Linked DNA regions of Mus musculus: region 1 is linked to region 2. The links are chromatin contacts, called in public HiChIP or PLAC-seq maps. All regions are on one chromosome and are shown on one strand. The core of a region is the stretch at or near the end of the contact, and the rest is flanking DNA. Distances in the headings are between cores, read along the strand shown.

Region 1 (5,356 bases), core at 1,256-3,755, 64 kb after region 2:
TTTCAGATTTAAAGGCTCTAATGACAAACTCTACAAAGGTTACCATTTCTTTCTGCTTAACCAAAGATTATATAAGGTAGTATGTCAGCCAGGAGTGGTAGATCATGGCTTTAATCCCAGCAGTCTGGAGGCAGATCTCTGAGTTCAAGGACAGCCTGATCTACAGAGCTTGTTCCAGAACAGCCAGGACTGTACCAAGAAGCCCTGTCTCAAACGAATAAACAACAACAACAACAACAACAAAGATAGTATTGCAAAGAATGGTAATTTGTATCCACAGGCCAAGGGTCCAGCACTGTGGAACAGCTGCTCATTAAAGTTTATTTATCATTAATAATAAAATAGCATATAGTAAAGTGTCTGGATTGGGAACACTTTTCTCTTCTTGACAATAAGTCAGGTTAGCAATTACCTTTCACCAATCCAGAAAATAGTTCCAGGAGCTGTTTGTCTATCATGATAATATATGGAGCTAAAGCTGGATACCAGATTTTTTCATTTCTAGCTCACTGTCCTTTCTAATACTAAACAGTACTGTTTTTTTCTGAACAGTAGGTTTAGAACCTTACTTGAATACAGGTTATGTTTTTCTTTCTGAACTGTACTGGTTCTTTGTCACAGGCAGGTTGTTTTAGGCAAGGACAGTTTCTAATTTAAATGTTGTCCCCAGTTAATTCTATGCTATCCAAACTTTCCAGGTGGGACTAGAGAGATAGGTGGCTCAGCAGTTAAGAACACTTGTTGATCTTGTAGAAGAGTAAGTAAGGTTTGGTTCTCAGCACCATCGTGGAGTTTACAACCATCTTTAACTCCAGAGGATCTGGCACCCTCTTCTGGCCTCTGTGCAAACCAAACTCCACTTCAGTACCCATACATACATACATACATACATACATACATACACATATATGCATACATACATACATATAGGCAAAACACTCATATATATAAAAGAAAAATGATAAATACATCTTTAAGAAAGTCTTCAGCATTCATTACTACTCAAGTTTGAGAATACTTGACCATCAAGAGATGGATCATTTCTTGATGGTCAAGAATTTTTATGTGTTTTAATGTTGTTTGCTTGCATTCATGTCTGTGCACCACACACACTCCTGGTGCTCTTGGTGATGAGAAGAGGACATTAGATCCCCTGGAACTGGAGTTACAAACCACCATGTGGGTGTTGAGAATTGAACCTGGTCCTTTGCAAGAGCAGCAAGCGCTCCTAACCACTGAGCCATCAGTTGGAGCCCCAGCTTTGTTCTATGTAAAATAGAAACAGTAATATCACTGCCTTTTGAGGCCGTGGAAAGGCATGGGAATGGGTTTTGATAAATCCATTGTATGTTATCTATCATCTTTTACACACTTTCCTATTGGGTATTACCACGTTTTCTAATTACTTTTTTTTTTGTTTTGTTTTGTTTTTTGAGACAGGGTTTCTCTGTATAGCCCTGGCTGTCCTGGAACTCACTTTGTAGACCAGGCTGGCCTCGAACTCAGAAATCTGCCTGCTTCTGCCTCCCGAGTGCTGGGATTAAAGACATGTGCCACCACGCCCGGCTCTAATTACTTTTGATGAATAAATCCTAGCAGGTGCTGAAAAAAAAATCCTACTTAGTCGTATCATGCTATGCCAATAATCAATAGCAATTCACCAGGGCAGATGTTTCTTGAGTGCCCAGCCTAGAGCTGTCTTGACTTCTTAACAAAGGTAGCTTGAAACCAGGCCCTTCCTCCAGTGTTCAGATAGCATGGTCCAAAGGTGACTGACCAACCCGAGATTCCAAGAAAGTCTGCATATGCGTAAGAGTTGAGAGAGTCCGCCAGACCAATAAAGATGGGAGCTGCCTTGGTAGGGAGGGTATTCGGAGAGTTAAAGTACACATCTCTATCAGGGGACTGCAGGAGTGAACACAGGCTTGCCTTAGAGTTCTTATACTTGCTGGGCTAGTCACGAAGCCTCTCCGAACTTCAGTTCCCTTATCTGTGAAGACAAATTAGCCAGAGGTGGTGGCCCATGCCACTAAACCCAGAATCTTGGGTAGCTGTGGTAGGAGTACCATGAGCTAGAGGCCAGTTGGGACTATGTAAGGCATAGCTAAAAAAGAAAAGAAAGTCCTACCCAACACTTAACAAACAATAGTGTTCACCATAATGATATGTTTAATAAGAGTTAATAGGTGTATTTGAACTTAGCATATCAACTGTCACAGAGTAAAAGTTTAATTAAACTACTGTTAACCACTATGTTTTAGTAACACTTTAATAATGAACTGGGTCGTTCCAAGAATAATTCATTGCTGTATTGTTGTGGATCTGAGATGACGATTCCTGAGCCACTGTTTGAGTTTAGAGAACTGTAAAACCAGCAGGCCAGTCTGAGCGAGCAGCAGAGATAGCCGCGGCTTGTAGGGAAACCACTGAACCCCCCGCTCCCAGGGTCACGTGCCTCGTGGCCGCGCCCCTATTCCGGGAGTCCGGAGCGGCTGCGGCAGCGGCAGCACTCGGTGCGCGTGCGCGGAGGCCTGCGCGCTCTGCGGCGCGGTCCGCAGCGGAGGCGGCTCAAGCGCCTAGGGGGTGGCGGATGGCTCTGCCGGGCCCGGCGGTCTTTGGGCCCGGTTCCCGCGGGTCGTTGGACGAGGCCGGGGCTGAGGGGCGCGAGGCGGCGGCCCTTGCGGCGGCGGGAGTCGCGCTGGAGGACGAGGAGGAGGACGATGGCCGCCGGGGCCTGCTGCGCTGGGACGGCTTCTCGGCCTGGCTACACTGCGTGTGTGTGGTGGGCTTCGACCTGGAGCTGGGCCAGGCGGTGGAGGTGAGGCCGAGCCGCACCCTGTGTCTCCACCCTTGGGCGGCCGGGTCCTGGCCGCTGCTCATCCGGGCGTGGCTCGCAGCCCCTGCGCGGCTCAGCTGGGCGGTGCTTCTCGACCCTTCGGTGGGAGGATCGTGGGCTGCGGCTAGGGGTGAAAAGTTCTTTGTAGGCCCCTCCTAAATACTTGTTGATGTTCCTCTTTAAAAAAACAAAACAAAAAACCAGCGATAACTGGAGGGTAGTGGCACCCAGAAAAGCCTACAGCAGACAGGATGTTTGCTTGGAACTTTCAAGAAAGGAACAATACCCCCTGACATATGTGAATTACAGTAGCCAAACGTGCACGTCCAATCATGTGGGCTGACTGACTGTATTGTCAATTGCGCTAACTCGTAGATCGGTCCACTGAGTCCAAGTCAAAATGCTTAGCATGCATTCTCTCCCTTTTCTCTGTTCCCCATTTCTCTGTGAAATGTCGTTGGGTTCCCATTCCCTCCAAGTCTCTCCCTAGCATTGCAAACAGAATTCAAGGCCTTCTGAAAACTAGGCAAGCTGTCCCCACACCCCTCTCCCGACCCCTGCTGTTTCTTAATACTGATTCTGTGACAATTCCCAGAAACCTAATGTCAGTGGAAAAATTGTTGGCTTATAAATCTGTTAGATATCATAACATCTTACCTAAAAGACCTTTGAATCTCACTCATTTTTGCCATCACTTTGCATCTTTTTTTTTTGTTGTTGTTTGTTAGCATAAAAGATTTGTCTTATTTATCCAAGTGAAAAGTTACTAGAAAGGCATTAGAAAGGTGTATGTCCCGAAGTTTTTGGTATTTTGTTATTGTTCTTTTGGCATCGGTGAAAGATTCTAATCTTATTCTGATTTGGTTGGTCTGGTTGTTCCAAACGAGAAACTGCTGCATCTTTGTCTTTTGTATCGTTACATAGTTCATTTAAATATTGAGTTTTTATTAAGATCTAGGCACCATACAAGTTAGTGGACATACACATAAAAGGATGTTCTCATTTGCATTTATGAATTGAGACAATAAGGTGGGGATCTAAGAATTAATCTATTTAGTCAATAGGATCAAATTTATTGCCTGATACAGTATTCATTAAACGTTTGTTGATAGAGGGAGTTAGTATGTAAAGTGATTCTGTATTTTATTTGAGACAGGAATAACAATCTCCAAAGATTGAAGACATTTATTTTTAAAGATTTGTTTATTTATATAATGTGTATGAATGTTTTGCCTTCATCTCTGCATGTAAGAGAATTTGTACCTTGTGCTTGTGTAGGCTGGAAAAGGGGGTTAGATCCACTCAGTCTGCAATCCTTCTGGTCATGTAGGTGCTGGGAACTGAACTCACATCCTCTGGAAGAGCAGCAAGTGCTCTTAACAGCTGAGCCATCTCTCCAGCCCCTCAAAACAATATATTATGCTCGTTATTTAATGATAAACTGAAATTTTATGTGTAGCAAAATAAAACTTAATCGGTAAGCAGAAGCTGTCATATTTGGTCACCTTTAAAAAAAAAAAAGATTTATTTGTGTGTGGCTATTTTGCTTGTCTGTGTGTCCATGCTCCACACTCATTCCTGGAGGTCAGAGGAGGCATCAGGGCCTCTGAACAGGAGTTGCAGACGGTTGAGAGCTGCCACTGAAGTTGCGTCCTCTGGAAGAGCATCGAGTGTTCTTACCCAGTGAGCCATCTCTCTAGCCCCATTGATCGGTTTTTGTAATCTCATCGTTTGGAACATTGCTTTTAACATGAGTATTTTCTTTTTTAAATAAGTGGCATATCTTGACAGAGTTGAGGTGATGAAAAATAATCACTAAAGGTTATATATGAAATTTTATTTCCCATAATTGCCATTTCAGAGCAGTATCTTTACGAAGTAGTTCTTAGCTTTTTTTTTTTTTTTTTTTCTTCCTGAACTTTCAAAAACAAAAGAAGAAGAGTTTGAACTCTCTTGGAAAATGAGTAGGACAAACTTGTGTTGCTAGCTAGGCTGTTTGCACTGATCCGTGGAGGTGTTGTCGTCGTCTCTGTCTGGATTAAGGATCACTGCCTTAAAGTAAGGAGAAGAGAGGAAGGTCCCTTCATAACGGAGCTAAGGAATGGTAAACACAGTAAGATGTCAATGATCTGGCTTTGAGACTGGATCTCACTCTCCTCGAGTACATGTAGCCCAGGCTGGCCTTAAACTCACAGCAGTTTACCTGTCTCAGGCTACACCCCTCACCACTCCACCACCTAGTGCTGGGATTAGCTAGTGGTTACGTGCTACCATGTTTGGGACAGAGCAATTTTGTTTTGCTTATCTTTATGTGGGGTGCATATGCATGCATGCCACTGTGCACACAGTAGAGTAAGGGACAGAATAGGAGTCTGTTCTCTCCTTTCACCTTGTGAGGCCTGTGAACCATCTCAGGCCTGAAGGCTTAGCAGCAGCAAATTTCTTTTCTCTAAACAGCTGAGCCATCTCACTGGCCCTTGGCTTTCATTCTTGAGAGAAGGCAATATGTAAACCAAGCTG
Region 2 (5,033 bases), core at 2,110-4,609:
GGGGCTGGAGAGATGGCTCAGAGGTTAAAAGCACTGACTGCTCTTCCAGAGGTCCTGAGTTCAATTCCCAGCAACCACATGGTGGCTCACAACCATCTGTAATGGGATCTGATGCCCTTTTCTGGTGTGTTTGAAGACTATGACAGTGCACAAAATAAATAAATCTTTAAAAAAAATAATAGCCAAACAGAGAAAATCAAGATAACTTAACCGTTCGTGAATGGATGACTGGATATATACAATGGGTTACTATCTGCAATGAATAAAACAAAGTGCCGGTCAGTACTGCAACTGGGAGAGGCCCTGCCTGAAAACACTATGCTGAATGAAAAGTAGATGGGAAGGCATGTCACATAATTCCATTTAAACAAACGTCCAGATAGCCAGACTACAGACAAAGAAACATGAGTGGCCGCAGGAGTCTGGCAGGGAGGAGGGACCGGGGAGTGAGTACCACACAGTCCACAGGCGCTCTGGAGGTGGACTGACAAAACATTCTGGAACTACCAAGTGGTAACAGTTGTGGACCTCTGTAGATATACTAAACACTGCAGTGTACATGCTAGAAAATTAAAAATAAACTAAAAGTACAGCTAAGAAATACATGAAGATTTAAACTTTGAAATAAAACACTCAGAAGTAGTTAAAACTGTAATTATATGACTTTTGAGAAAGAACTGGGAATATTAAAAGTCAAGGAATAAAAACGAGGACTTTGTGGTAACTGTAGACAATAGAGACAAAGATGGAGATGTCAAACCTGTCAAAAAAAAAATTAAGAACCAGGAAAGAACAGTGCTATGCACAGAAAAGTTTTCAAAGTTCCATTAAAAGCGCATCCTGGGGAACAGGAGTGTAGTGCGACAGCACGCCTGTGACCCTGAGTGGGTCCCAGACCCCTCTCCTCCCTGCTCCCCAATACCCTAAAAGTAAATTAATCTAAGTGCCTGAATTATTCATATGAAAGACTCCCTGGTGACTTTTAAGTATAATTTAATGAAGGATCACATGAGTGATACGGGAGACAGTCAAAGGACAGACAAAGTACATAACAGCAGAGGGGTATGGACAGACTGCATCAAATGCAACACTGCCACAGGACGGTTTTATAGGACAAATGGAGTGTGTTAAATTCCCTAGCAATCATCTGTCCTAGATGAGCTGAGGGGACAGAAGCTGGGTGGTGGCACACTATATGCCAGAATGTCAAGTCCACCGGGCAGAGACGTGACAACCCAGACCTGTGAGGAGCTCAGTGAGTGCTGCACTTTAAAATTGTTACATTATCACACATGGGTCACGAAGTTAGAAATGGAATTTAACAAATGAAAAAACAAAAACAAAAAACAAAAAACAAACAAAAAATAACGAAGACTGAACTCTCAAGTCCGAAACTAAAGATCAGGGAAGAAAAGAATTTCCTTCAAAATACCCATAAGAGTAAACTAAGGAGGCCATCTTACTTTATTGTGTTACTAAATGCAGCTAGCCATATTAATAAATTTCCTTTTTAATATACTACAGCTCAAATCCAGAGTCAGAAGATGCTAAGCAAAGATACTCTTACACTGACATATATTCCTGGCCCTTTGTTATTTATAATGTCATTATATTTTTAAAAAAATACGTGAGTCCACACAATTCTTAAAGAACTTGCTTTTTAAATAATATAACTATAAAATATCCACTCAGAATGGATATTTCTGGAAACACAGAATGCACTGTAGCCAGGCTGAGCGTATAATCAATGACACAGCACTTGTCACATAAAGGCCCTGTGTTCAATACATGACATCTCCATCAAAGTCCACTTAAGGAATATACAATACAAAAAACAAAAAATATGGTTTAAGAAAAAACAAAACAGGTTCTTCCTCTTCCAGGGATAGTGCTTAGAGGCACTCAGTATGGTCCAGCGGTTGACATACTGTCAAAGGCTTTCCTACAATACAGCCTCTAACAAAACGAGGCTGTCTCGAACCCCTGACAACAGGATTGTTTACCTTTATACCAAGAAGGTTGGGAAAGCACCTAAATCTGCATGTGGCGTGTGCCCACTCAGACTGCAAGGGTTGCCTGCTGTGAGAGCCAGGGTAGTCCTTATGCGCTTGTCTAAGACAAAGATGCAGGTAAGCAGGGCCTATAGCTGCTCCATGTGTGCCAAGTGTGTCTGTGACAGGATCAAGCAGGCTTTCTTTATTGAGGAGCAGAAAATCATTGTCAACGTGTTGAAGGTACAAGCACAGAGTCAGAAAGCAAAATAAACATGCAGCTTTAAGTAATTACAAAAACAGAAAAAAGAAAATCAGAACAGACACAATTATCTAAGAAGTCTAAGGAAGAAATGGAAAATCAAACTGTAAAAAAAATTAAGTATTAACCAAACTTAGAACAATAAGCTGTTATGATCTATTCAATATTAACTAAACTTAAAATATATACATACATACATACATACATACATACACCCATGTATCAACAAGACAACCTCCCAACCTAAATTCAAGCCAATCAAAAAGAAAACAGCATAAAGACAACTAAAACAAAGTAAGGACCATTTCTTACTGACTGATTCAGCTCATGTACATAACTTTCACAGAGAAGAAAATGACATTTTTACACTGAAGCATTATCACATATGAAAAGTATAAAGAAACCAGTAAAATCAAAACACTTGTTAACATCACTAAGAGTGCCGCTTTTTAAATATTTGATTAGCATAATTACTATAAATTTTTGCTCGTTAAAGCCAAGTGCTGTTTAGAGTAACTATAGGCATCACTAGTTAGTTCACCTCACTTTTCTTCTGAAACAAGATAGCTGAAGCAACGCAGTTAAAGAAGCTCAAGCTGCGAGACGATTCTGAACACAGCAAAAAGGCAACCACAAACTATCCTCTGTATTTCTCCTATCAGAATGCTTCCATAATCATTATCTGAATCTAATATGTAAAGCAAAATTTGAAATTAGATGATGTCGAATTAATTAATTTTAAATTCAGTAAAGGATATAAATTATGAAACCTTTGCTACACAATAAAATTATAATCTTCTGAGGATGTAATCTGAGCAGTTTAAATGACATGCCAAAAGGCTTAAAGAACGTTTGGAGTTTTCTGGTAACAATAATAGAGGTTCATTTAACAGGGTTTTGAAAATTATATTGAAAACACTAAAATAAACCTTAAAAAGTAGTCGTAATTCAGGAAATGTATCAAACCTTAACTTTCGGAGGGCACTCTCAGTATGTTTTCAAGACTCAGAAAGTCGGTTTCGTGGAAGCCATGTTAGCAGAACTGCACTGTCCAAAGGAAGTGACAGTGCGGATTGTGGGTTTTGACATCCACAGTTTACAATAGATAAACATTGTGCAAAGAAAGAGCTAAAGCTCACCAGAGTCCCAGCTCTGGGCTGCAGATGAAGTGCACGCCTGCGAGCCCAACGCCTGGGAAAGCTGAATGAAAAGTTCACACGCTCAAGATTAAGCTAAACTTTTATTACTGGCCAAATGCAGAGTAAAAGCTGACACAATTCAGCTCTCAGAAAGCCTTTCTCCACAGACTTCACACACAGTAGTTACATACACACTTATATTCAAAGTCTTCTCAAACAATTTTTTTCTCTCAATAGTAATACAAAGTTAAGTTCCAAACTTTTCAAAACTCAGAACATTAAAAAAAAAATTACATAGCAAGATTTTGCTGAAAGGACCCTGATATAGCTGTCTCTTGTGAGACTATGCCGGGGCCTAGCAAACACAGAAGTGGATGATCACAGTCAGCTATTGGATGGATCATAGGGCCCCCAGTGGAGGAGCTAGAGAAATTACCCAAGGAGCTAAAGGGAACTGCAACCCTATAGGTGGAACAACAATATGAACTAACCAGTACCCCAGAGCTCATGTCTCTAGCTGCATATGTATCAAAAGATGGCCTAGTCGGCCATCACTGGAAAGAGAGGCCCTTTGGACAGGCAAACTTTATATGCCCCAGTACAGGGGAAAGCCAGGGCCAAGAAGTGGGAGTGGGAGGGGAGGGGAGGGGGTACTTTTGGGATAGAATTGGAAATGTAAATGAAAAAAACACCTAATGAAATTTTTAAAAATTAAAAATGAAAAAAAACAAATCTAAAAATTAAAAAAAAATTACGAGAACAGCTATGGCTACTGAATTTCTAATTCATGCTGTATTATAAAGCTCAAAATTCCAATATACATAATGATTGAGTCACAATCCATTAGCACAGTATGTAGTTAACTCAGGATTTCAACTAACAAGTAAGCCTATGAAGGAATACCTGAACTGTATGGCATTCCTCACGCCAGACACTCCTGTATATGGACAATTAACAGAGACTTCATGAAAGTAGCAACAATTAAAACTAAGAACAAACAAGTTATCAACAAGTATAATACACAGGCTTTAAAAGCAAAATGCTTAATTATACTCTACACCCCTCAATCAAGCATTTCAGAGTAATTACACACTCACCAACTCACTGAGCCTCCAAATCTATTACTTTGAACATCCCTTAAGTCACTGAGAAGACAGCTCTGGTATAACATGAATGTGGAATTAAACCTCACACTCATGTGTTAAAGAATGGGTCTCACGCAATCTTCCTAGGTAAGATTTGGGGAAAATGATAAGTCATGAGGGCTTTGACAATCAAAAGATTAATCCATTAAAAGATTTTTATGAGAAGATGGTGGAAACTGGGCCTCACTGGAAGAAGTGGGTTACTGGAGGTCAGCTTTTAAGGGGTATATCTTGCACACAGCCTCTTCCTCTAATGTCCTGTTTCCTAGTTGACCTGAGGCAAACAGAGTAGCTTTTCTTACCATGTCTTGGTTCCATGATGCTAAAAACAATGGAATCAGGAAACCAAGTAAACACACTCATAAATACTGTAGAGCTAGGCTGACTGCAGTGCAGTGGTTCAGTTAGTGGAATGCTTTCCTTACATGCACAAAGCCCTGGGTTTGATCTTCAGTACTGGATAAGTGTGTTGGCACATGCCAGTAAGCCCAGTGCT

Evidence for each region. HiChIP or PLAC-seq counts read pairs in DNA pulled down with a chosen protein or histone mark.
Region 1: a contact with region 2 is called in an H3K4me3 HiChIP or PLAC-seq map of pro-B cells, with 2.0 times the contacts expected there. The contact joins the promoter of Dennd6a here to the enhancer-like site in region 2. A contact is called at or near these places in 2 of 39 promoter capture datasets (the C10 cell line and embryonic stem cells), 1 of 15 datasets of contacts at CTCF or cohesin (CD8 T cells), 14 of 484 Hi-C or Micro-C datasets (the AML12 cell line, B cells, the C10 cell line and 9 more), 17 of 115 datasets of contacts at active chromatin or transcription factors (the 230-238 cell line, the HPC-7 cell line, the SCID.adh cell line and 12 more) and 3 of 9 other capture datasets (adipose tissue, liver and pancreatic islet).

The regions. Positions count from the first base shown.
Region 1 is chr14:26,577,045-26,582,400 of GRCm38.p6, forward strand. Dennd6a (DENN/MADD domain containing 6A) reads left to right here and starts at 2,506. Exons shown (of 20, transcript NM_001134465.2): 1 at 2,506-2,818. The coding sequence starts at 2,591.
Region 2 is chr14:26,512,647-26,517,679 of GRCm38.p6, forward strand. All of the region lies in intron 1 of Slmap (sarcolemma associated protein), which reads right to left. It also overlaps the pseudogene Gm2178. Among named protein-coding and RNA genes, the nearest start is that of Gm24031, 18 kb to the left of the region's middle. Within about 2 kb of position 3,360, at least 71 of the 459 cell types and tissues checked have an H3K27ac peak or open chromatin away from gene starts, as enhancers often do. A contact at or near this core is called in the 230-238 cell line, CD8 T cells, the HPC-7 cell line and 7 more, where this site is marked.